Linked DNA regions of Sus scrofa: region 1 is linked to region 2. A link is a contact called in public Hi-C data. All regions are on one chromosome and are shown on one strand. The core of a region is the stretch at or near the end of the contact, and the rest is flanking DNA. Distances in the headings are between cores, read along the strand shown.

Evidence for each region. A called contact is a pair of places that touch in the nucleus more often than the background predicts.
Region 1: a Hi-C map of liver shows a contact between it and region 2, with 8 times the contacts expected there. The contact joins two enhancer-like sites. A contact is called at or near these places in 1 of 47 Hi-C or Micro-C datasets (liver) and 1 of 2 datasets of contacts at active chromatin or transcription factors (skeletal muscle).

What each region holds. Positions count from the first base shown.
Region 1 is chr14:103,208,599-103,213,672 of Sscrofa11.1, reverse strand. No RefSeq gene overlaps it. Among named protein-coding and RNA genes, the nearest start is that of PPP1R3C, 68 kb to the left of the region's middle. Within about 2 kb of position 3,767, at least 15 of the 83 cell types and tissues checked have an H3K27ac peak or open chromatin away from gene starts, as enhancers often do. A contact at or near this core is called in liver, where this site is marked.
Region 2 is chr14:102,620,214-102,625,390 of Sscrofa11.1, reverse strand. No RefSeq gene overlaps it. Among named protein-coding and RNA genes, the nearest start is that of ANKRD1, 10 kb to the right of the region's middle. Within about 2 kb of position 2,615, at least 8 of the 83 cell types and tissues checked have an H3K27ac peak or open chromatin away from gene starts, as enhancers often do. A contact at or near this core is called in liver, where this site is marked.

The DNA of each region.
Region 1 (5,074 bases), core at 2,518-5,017, 590 kb before region 2:
AACACAGACGGCTGTGGATAGCCACTGGAATCCAGCTCTGGGGATGTGGCTCAGCAGACAGGTTTGATTGCAGGAGCTGTAACCTGCAACCTGGGTCGGAACAGATATGTTCTAAAATGGTTTAGGGGCGATCTTTCAACTGCATTAGGGGACAAGAAGCAAAGGCAGAAGTGAACAGATTTTCTAGTTGTTTGCATTTAGAAAGCTCCTGGGATTCTTATACATATTATAAGAGGGCTTAAGATAAAGTTCCAATGGGAACATATAGGACCCTCCAGGGGCACCAATAAAAATTAAAAAAAAAAAAAAGTGTGACTATGTTTGTTCTCCAAGCTAATAAAGTGGTTCACACCAGTTATAGGCTGAGAAGCAAAGGAAGTTTGCCAGGTGGGAGGCACCCTGTGAGCAGAGTTGTGGAAATGGAAACAAGTCTGCTGTGTGGTTTGTGGGGTGGTGAGAAGTCTTGCGCTCACAGTGGGATGGGCTGAGTTGGCCAGTGGTCAGATATGAGCCTGTGTAGGGAAATGAAGTTAGATTCTGGATGGGTTACCACAGGGCAGGGCAGGAATGTGCAGGTTATTCCTAAGAGGCCATGGCTTTTGGAGCACTAAGGCCAAGAAGTCATTCTGGTGGTGCCCTGAGGGATGGGTGTTGGGGGGCATAAGCTGGGAGGCAGCGGGGCCAGGAGAGGCTTTGGTCCAGGGGAAGACTCTTTGCTGCCTTCAGGGTAGGGGTTGTGTCTTCTGCATCATGAATCCCCAATAGAGCCCCTGGCACATAGGTATTCAATAAATGTTATTGAATTCAATATCGGAATGCCATCATATGGTGGGAAGCAATATCTAGGTGTCATGCAGAGCTCTTGATTTCTGAAGTCAGAGACTCAGATTCCAAGTTCTAGCACTTCCTGTCAACAGGATGTGATGCAACTCACTGCACTTAGTTGGAATTTCAGTTCCTCAGGTCCAATGACCATTCAGCCACTGATTCACCAAGAATTTTCTGAGCACTCATCACGTACCACATGTCCTCTCTAGTCTCAAAGAGGAATGACTTGGGGCCCTTATCTTTGAAGGGCTCAGGACGTCACTGGAGTGATAGGTATGCAAACAAATCATTACTCTATGGCATGTCCTTTCATGGAGGATGAACAAGTATGGTTCCAGAATGACAATTAGGGACTCAGAATGATCCCTAACCTCTATTGAGCACTTACCACATGCCTGGAACTCTTCACAGTGCTTGCAGGTATTGGTTCATTTAGTCCTCAAAACAGAGCTGTGAGGGAGCTACTCATTCCATCCCCCATTTTCTGGAAAGGGAACTGAAACAAACAGGTTAAGTAACTTGCCCACGTTTCCACCATCAGTAAGTGGCAGAGCCAGGACCTAGTCTGACTGTGGGGTCAGAGGTTGGGGCTCATTGAAGGATTCATAGGGATGTGATGTTGGAACCTGCAGGCTGAGTAGGCGCTTGAAAGATGGAAAGGGGCAACAAGCAGAGGGACGAGCACATGCAACAGCATAAGAGGCTGAAAGAGCATTTGTTTGCTAGAGAAGAGACTAGCACAGAGACTAAAAAACAGAATGGACCCACACCACCATGGGCTTTGAGTGCTGTATGGGAGAACTGGAACTCCAGGAAAGCTTTCCAGCATTTTCCAAAGTCTACGAAGGAGGCCAAGTCCTAAGGGACATTAAGGTGGATTAAGTCATTAAGACATTAAGTCAGGATTCTCCACAGAAAAAAGAACCAATAGTAAATATGTGTGAATAAAGAGATTGTAAGGAATGGGTGGCTGAGAAATCCCAGGAGAGCCAATAGTAAATGATCCAGTCGGAAAGCCAGCAGGCCTGGGACTCAAGAAGAAATGGTGTTTCTGTGTGAAGCCAGCAAAGTCCCACGACTCAGCTCACCAGCCGGGCAGGAGGGGATCACTTTCACGTGGCCTTGTCATCCCATTCAGGGCTTCAGTTGATTGGACGAGCTCACCCACACTGGCGAACGCAGCTGCTTACTCAGACTACCAACTCAGACGTTACTCTCACCCGGAAACATCCTCCGGACACACCCAGAGTAATGTTTGGCCAAATGCCAAATGTCTGGGCCCCCCGTGGCGCAGCCAGGGGACACAGGAAATGAACTGTCACAGGTGTTGGGTATGAAAGAAAGGGGGTCTGCACTTGAAGAAGCTGCCGTGGGCTGCCCACCCTTTTCTCCTGCTTTACTAAGAGTTCCGGTTTTGTTCAGAAACAAATGCCATCTTCATGCAGCCACCTGCTGCAGGGAAACTGACCCACCTCCAGCCTGAGGGAGACTGGGCAGAGGGAAAGATCTTTCCTTTTGCCAGTGGTCGATTCAGGTGTGGACATGTGACCTGATTCTGGCCAGGGAGACCTGAATAGATGCCAGGGGCCTTGTGGAAAAATGTCTTCTCCTGCAGAAATGGTCTCTTTCTGCCTCGTATCAGGCCTCAATGGGATGCCTGGAACTGCCATTTCACGATGGCCTGAAGAGAAAGCTGACACTGGAGTTGCCAGTGTAGAAAACCTGGGGTAGAGAGGTAGGGTGGGCTCTGGAGGCTACGTGTCTGTCTTGTGAAGTATCACGAGCCTTATCCCAGTTTTGAGGCATCGTTTCTGTCACTTGCAGCTGTATCCTATCTGATACCATCATAAAATAAATGGGGGCTTGGCTTTACAGTGAATAAGGCTTTCTGGATTCCAGGAGTTCTCCAGGCAGTATGTGGAGGTGAGTCGTAACGACCCAAGAGTAGGAGAAAACGGGCAGCATCTCCCAAACGTGTGTGACCAGAGGGGAGTCCTGGTCCCACAGGCTGATGTTCGCAGAGATGCTGCCCCAGGTGGATGGAGGTGCGAAGCAAGCAGGCGACAGCATCCCAAAACTCACCCTTTCCTTCTCCAGACACACCAAGAGTTAGGTCTCTGGTGACCAAGAAGCATAAGGAACCTCAGAAGTAGCCCCACCTACCCCCAAAAAAGGTTACCAGCCCCAACTTCCTCTACCAATGATGCTCTTGTTTCCCTCCAGTTCTCGGATCCTGTGGGGCTTGTAGAATGTGGTTCATGTATCTGAACATCAAACCAAGTTTCCCTTCCTTTTCCGTCACTCGCCCACATCTATGAATGAAACTGAAGTTGGTGAGAGAGAGAGAGCGACACATATACACGTAGTCAACCAGTTGTTTTTCTGGAGTGAATTATTTACAACAACCAAATGACTGAATCCCTGCTCAGTGAGTCTTGGACTAGCATTCAATTTCACTCAGGCCCTGATCACATTTTTTTTTAAAAGTGCCACAGCCCCAGAGAAATGGCTTGAGGCCATAAAGGACAGTGTTAGAATGTTTTCTCTGCCGTTAGTGACAGGGTAGACAAATGGCATAAGATCGAAGAATCTGCTCCATCTCAGATAAGAAAAATTGCTTCTGTGTCTTTTCTTGAGTGACATTAAAATTCAGCATGGTTTTCAAACCAGAGCCACCTTGGTCCCAAAATGCAAAAGAAGAAAAAGAAGAGGAAAACCTGGGGCAGGTCTGTGCACTGAGCGACCGTATTCCGTGGGGACATGAGCTGCGCCATCCTGGGCAGGACGGCTACCCTCAGTTTCCTTTTCCACACTGTGGGGTGCTGGCAATCACCTCCCACGGGTGGCACGACGACGACGACGTGAACTCAGGGACGTGCAAAGTGCAAAGCCCCTGTGGTGAAGCATCCTGTGCTCTGGGGAAGTCACTGCTGATAAGCCGCCTCCAGGGAGCCGGGCGTGGCTGTGGCAGCCGGCGACTTCTCCTGAACTGGGGGCCTTGGGAAGAAGTGCTTTCTCGGTCACATCTCTCTTGTTAGAGGAAAGGCCCTGTCCCCATCCAAAAGCCCACGCCTCAAAGGGGATTGATTCCACTGGGAATTCCTCTTTAATCCTTAGAGGTGGCTCATCTGGGGTCTCACTGGTGATCCAGGTTCCCCAACTCACAAGTTCCTTCCTTCTCTGTTGACTAAAGTCAAATCCATGTGGGAGCTCCTTTAAAAAACCCAGCGAGGGCCAAGAAGGCCAGACGTGTGGACTTTTATGATGGGGCAAGGGTTGTGTGCTTCTTCCGATGAAGTAACTAGCGATTATAGGACAGGGACCAAGCCTGATCCCCCATCAACACAGTGAGATTAAAAATTAACATGCTCCTGTTTGCTCAGTTGCAATCTTTGAATTAGTCAATATCCAGAGGCTGTGCCGGTTATCTGATTTGCTGGCGGCCACAGATTCTGCTCGGAGACCAGCCCAGGTAAACAGCTAAGGCTGAGACCAATTGAGCAAGACTGGGATGAAGTACCTCTGGGAGCTGGAGCCTCACAAAGTGCTCAGGGATTTCTTGCAGGCCCTTCTGCACCTGGGTGCGGTGGGCTTGGGAGGACCCAGAGCCCCAGTCTTTCTAGAAGGCATTTACTCCAGGCATCCATCCCCAGGAAGGCCAAGGCTGCAGGCAACACCTTTTCCTTTTTCTCTCCCCTTTGCTGCCCCCCTTCCTCAACTCCCCAGCCTGATGTGGCAGCCACTCAGATGTAGGTGTGTGAGCAGGAGTCAGGGAGGGGGCTGCTCAGTGCTGGTGGGAGAGAGAGGTGTGACGGTTTCAATCTAGGTGTGACTCGCTCCCACTCCCCCTCATTTTGGGGGTAAAAATGTGAAGAAGGGGGTTACAGTGGAAATTTTAGTTATGGTTTAGTATCTGAGCACAGTTCCTAGAACATAGCACTCAAATATTTGGTGAATGCAGGAAAGAACAAATGTGCAGACAAGGGCCATGGAAGATCGGGAGTCAGGAACTGTAGTTTATGTTCTACCATTTGTTTATAGTTGTCTAAACCTATGTTTACCCATCATTATCCCTGTTCTCTTGCTTGTTTTCTCTTCCTTTCTCTCATGCATACAACAGGTAGTTCTCAACCAGGGGTGATTTTTGCTTTCCCTCACCCTCTGATATTTGGTGACGGCCAGAGAGATTTCTGGTCATTGCAACTGAGGGGATGCTACTGGCATCTCCTGGGTAAAAGGCCAGATG
Region 2 (5,177 bases), core at 1,366-3,865:
TGATGGGATTTAACTACAATAAAAGTGCTTTGGAGTCAGCTTTGGGTTTGAATTTGCCCCTCACCCCCAACACGCACACATGCACACACATTTGTTATGTGACTGTAGATATTCAATTAACCTCTGTACCTACTAATTTCCTCATCTGTAAAAAAATCCCGGGGTGACGGAGGAGATTAACTGAGCAACACTTTCCACAATTCTATGTTTACTGCTGAGTCTGAACGATGTCCATATAAAAATAAAAACTCCATCTTTCTCGGTTTGTGGTGTGCTTCCTTTTCGGAGCTGGAGTCCGGCTGGTATGCAGGAAAAGGAGAAGGTATGTGAGCTATGTTATCTGCTTGTCATCACAAGAGGAGCCAAGTGGCAGGCCATGGATTGAAGCACATCCGGAGCACTGGGGTGGGCCTGGGAATTCCACAGTGAAGACGCTGAGATAAGGAAGTGCCAAGGGTGGGGGCTGCCGAACAGCTTGGGCTTCAGTTGACCAGGGCCAGGGTCTTATGGGAAGAGAGATGAGGAGGGAATGTGGCTTCCAGAGCCACCAAATAAGGAAGGACATCATCTCTCTTCATTTCACCCAAGTGTAAATGTCAGCAACCAGAGCAACACCATCTCGGTCCCCTAAACATGGTTGTGAAAGGACCTGGGACACCAGCTCTGAGCTAAGTGGCGCAGCAGGATATATTTTTCATTTTTCAATATGATTTCTCACCTCTCAATGTTTTTTTCTTTTCCTTCTTTTGCAAAACTTAATTTGCCAAGGGGACAGCTGTCCTTTGAAGGCAGGAGGTGCTTTAAACATCACAAAGCTCCTGGGATCCCAGCCCCCTCCTCTGCCAGGCCCAGGGGACTTGGTCCAGGTCGGTGGTTCTGATCCTGTTACTCACCCAAACTGACTCCCCAGGGAGCCACCGGGTTGAGCCTCCAGAGGTCATTTCCTTGCCAAACATTCCTTTTCAGTGACAGGACGTTTGCATGCCCTGGTAAACAATCCCAGCCCACACAAAGCAGAGAGGGGTGCCTGTCCCTCTTCACGCTCTCCTCTCAGTTCTGAGCCCATTCCAAGCCCAGAGGCGTCAGTCGGCTCTATAAATTCCTTTGTGAAACCTGAGCGCCTGGGCTCTGAAGGGGAGCAAAGATCTTGGAGGGGTTACAATCTCCCTCCTCTCTCTAAAAGATCTGCTTGTGTTGGCAGCTAACGGGGCTGTTCTTCCAAACAGGCTCTTCCCTTTCTCATGTGAATCCAGTTCAGAAAGCATTGCCAGCCGCCTTCTAAGCAGGGAGGTAAGAGCACCTCCCTTGCAGGTCTACACAGGAAAGAGATGACAGGCCTGGTGGGATTTTCTGAGTTAAAAGGGTCTGAAGCTCTTTCTCCAACAGTTACTGTTAGGAGGGACATGGCCCCACTGACAGGAGGTGCGGGAGGTGGAGGCTGGGGTCAGCCTGAGCTGCAGGTGATTTTTTAAGAGAAAGGGAAAATAAAGACAGAAAGGGGAAAGGAGGAAGGAAGAAAAGAAGGAAAGGAGGGGAGGGAGGAAGGGAGGAAAGAAAGGTGACAAAAAGATAGAAGAAAGAAGAGAAGGAGAAACAGAAAAAGAGGATAGTTCCCTTCGAGGCTCAGCGGTTAATGAAGGGAGTTCTCTTTGTGGCTCAGTGGTTAATGAATCTGAACCTGACTAGGATCCATGAGGATGCGGGTTTGATTCCTAGCCTTGCTCAGTGGGTTAAGGATCCAGCATTGCTGTGAGCTATGGTGTAGGTCAGAGATGTGGCTCAGATCTGGCATTGCTGTGGCTGTGACATAGGCTGGTGGCTGTAGATTCAACCCTTAGCCTGGGAACTTACGTATGCCATGGGTGCAGCCCTAAAACCCCCCTTCCCCCAAAAAAGAAAGAAAGGATAATAGAAGGACACTTTTAGCTGGCTGGCCTTCTGCAGAATCAACATCACACATCCAAGTCCCTTACCACCAACTCCTCCAGGGAGTTGTTTGATTTCATATTTCATCATTTCTTAATACATACATTTCCCTAGCCTCAGAATTTGGAAATGAAGTGGCAAGCCATCAACTGCTAGAATCTTAGAAAACTCATTTTTTTAAAAACAGAGAGTTCCCTACCTAGTGGCTTAGCAGTTAAGGACACAGCATTGTCACTGCTGTGGCTTAGGTTCCATCCCTGGACTGGAAACTTTTGCATGCTGCAAGTGAGGAAGAAAAACAAACAAAACAACACACCCCTCCCCACCCCCAGCCCCCGTATTGTTTGGGCAGCCTACAGGAGATAAAATGAAAAAAAGAAATCAGCTGTTGTATTAATGTAAGACTTTGGATTTCCCCATTTGTCCTAGGGTCTAATTGGAGCTTTTGATCCAGGAGGTTTGACAAATATTCCAGTTTTCCCCTGAGTCCATGGGGTGGCTGTACCCGTGTGTGCTGATGGGTACCTATCTCTTAATACTCTCATTTGGAAATATCTCCTTGCCATCTCCAGTTGGACCGTGGAGCGTGGTAAGAAAGCAGGTCTGGCTGAATGACTCCTTTCCCCCACCCTTCTGCCCAGCTGGTGGCAGGAACGGCCAGTGCGGGAGCTCCTCAGGGAGCTCAGAGCCACGCCCACAGGAGGATGCCACCCGGCAGACATGCTGCCCTCTGGCTTCCACCCCACCCTCTGACCCCAAGCTGGGGCCACCGTTTTTGTTTTGGTTTGTTCTTCATTAAATAGTGTTTATTAAGTGTCTACTGTGTGCCAGGGGCTGCTGTAAGAGCTTGGGGTACACCAGACAAATATCCTTTGCTTCATGGAGCTTATGTCTTATGGTTCCTATTTTACTAAGAGGTTTTATTAATTTACTTAAGTTTTGAAAGGGGTAGAAAGACTGAAATAGTACAATGAGCACCTGCATACTCTTCACCTAGAGCCTACTGTCAATATTTTACAGCTGTGCTCTTTGTACCCTCCCCCACACAAACAAACATTTTTTGCTGAACCATTCAAAAGCAGGTATCATGACATCTCACCCCTAAATAATTCAGAATGTATCCACTAAGAATAAGGACATCCTCCTCCATTACCTCAAAATCATTATTATGCATAAGAAAGCCATCTTTGGGAGTTCCCGTTGTGGCTCAGTGGTTAGAGAACCCGACTAGCATCCATGAGGATGTGGTTTCTATCCCTGGCCTCACTCAGTGGATTAGGGATCTGGCGTTGCCATGACCTGTGGTGTGAGTTGAAGACGTGGCTCGGATCTGGCGTTGCTGTGGCTGTGGCGTAGCCGGTGGCTGCAGCTCTGATTCGACCCCTAGCCTGGGAACATCCATAAGCTGTGGATGCAGCCCTAAAGAGACAAAAGCCAAAAAAAAGAAAACTATCTTTAAGTTAAATATAGTGTCTAAAATACAGCCCATATTCAGATTTCTTTAATTGGTCCTAGAATGTATTTTATGGCTTTTGTTCTTTAAATTACAGGATCCAGCCAAAGTTCTCACATTTTGTTGGATTGTTCTATCTGCTTTTAATCTAGAACAATCCCCCACTTCTTTTTCTGTTTGGTTAAGTCACTGACATTTTTGAAGAGCCCAAGCTAGTGGTCTTGTTGACTGTCTGACATTGTAGATTTGTCTGAATGTTGCCTCATGATTGGATTCAGGTTAAACATTTCTGGTAAGAATATTACATAAGTGAGGCTACTTTCTGCAGCAGTCCAGGAACTGTGTCCTGTCAGGTGGGCCCTTAGAAACAGACTGGGTAAACCTTTGTTGAGTGAATGAATTATATATCTGATCTATTTTTCCCATAGTCTTAGTAAAGGCAGAGCCTTTAACACTCAAAATTCTGAGACCAATCATAAGGATGGCTTGCTTATTTGTTTACCACAACTTTAGGAATGCATATGTACATATAAATACATATTCGTGTAAACCTAAACCCTGGGATGGTATTCCCAATTCTGGATGGAAGCTGGAATCAGCTGGAAAGTTTTAAAAAATGCTGTTAGCTGGTCTCTAACAGTTCTCTTGATATGTTGGATTACTTATGAAGGTGGTGTCTGCTGGGTTTCTCCTTTTTTTTTTAGGGCCGCACCCACAGCATATGGATGTACCCAGGCTAGGGGTCGAATCGGAGCTACAGCTGCCAGCCTACACCACAGCCACAGCAACTTTGGATCTGAGCCACGTCTTCAACCTACACCACAGCTCATGGCAACACTGGATCCTTAACCCACCGAGTGAGGCCAGGAATGAACCTGTGTCCTCATGGATACTAGTTGGGTTCATTATCTCTGAGCCATGATGGGAACTCCTATAAAGATGATTTTTTGCTCCTTAGTGTTTAATATGCAATCTCTGTGTGATCCTTTAGTACTATGCGAATATCCTGATGCCCAATGTCCTTTAATAATACAGTCTTAACAATTGATGATCTTTGCTTGGATCAATTCTTCCGCTGGGAATTGTAAAATAGTTAGCTTTCTAAGTTTATCCTTCTCTCTACATCAATTAGCTGGCATTCTTCTGTAAAAAAAGAGTTCTCTCCTTTCCTTTATTTATTTACTGGTTTATATATTCATATTGTTTATTTATTGATCACTATGGGCTCAATAGATTATTTGTTTTATTCATAAATTACCATCATCCCATCATCATTCTTTTAGACACTAGCAGGAGCCCTTAGAGCTGCTCTTTTGGACAAGTCCCTCTTAGTTCCTGAGTATCTCTTTGCTTTCTGGCACAGGATAGTTTAAGCTCATCTTACCTTCCCCGTTCCAGACCCAGAATCAGCTGTTTCCCCAAGGAATGGGAGCCCATTTATAAAATATTTAAAGTGGCCGAGCTATAAAGCACTGTACAGGAGGAGACAAAACATGAAATGATTCATGTGTGGGCATTTACTGTGAAGGGAATAGAGCATGAGGTATTAGCTAGCATCTCTTTGTGAAGAAAATAACTGAGATTCTTTTTAGCTGGGCATGGAGCACTGGGGAGGGAAGTGGGGAGACCTGCACTGGGATCCTGACTCTGTGTGAGATTTGGGAGGATCTATTCCATCTCTTCTGCTGTCACTTGCTCCACTGTATTTAACTGAGGACTGGACTAGACAGTCCTGAAATCCTTTCTACGTTCCAAAATTCAGTGTTCTGAAGAGTTTAATAATAACTAGTTACAAGAG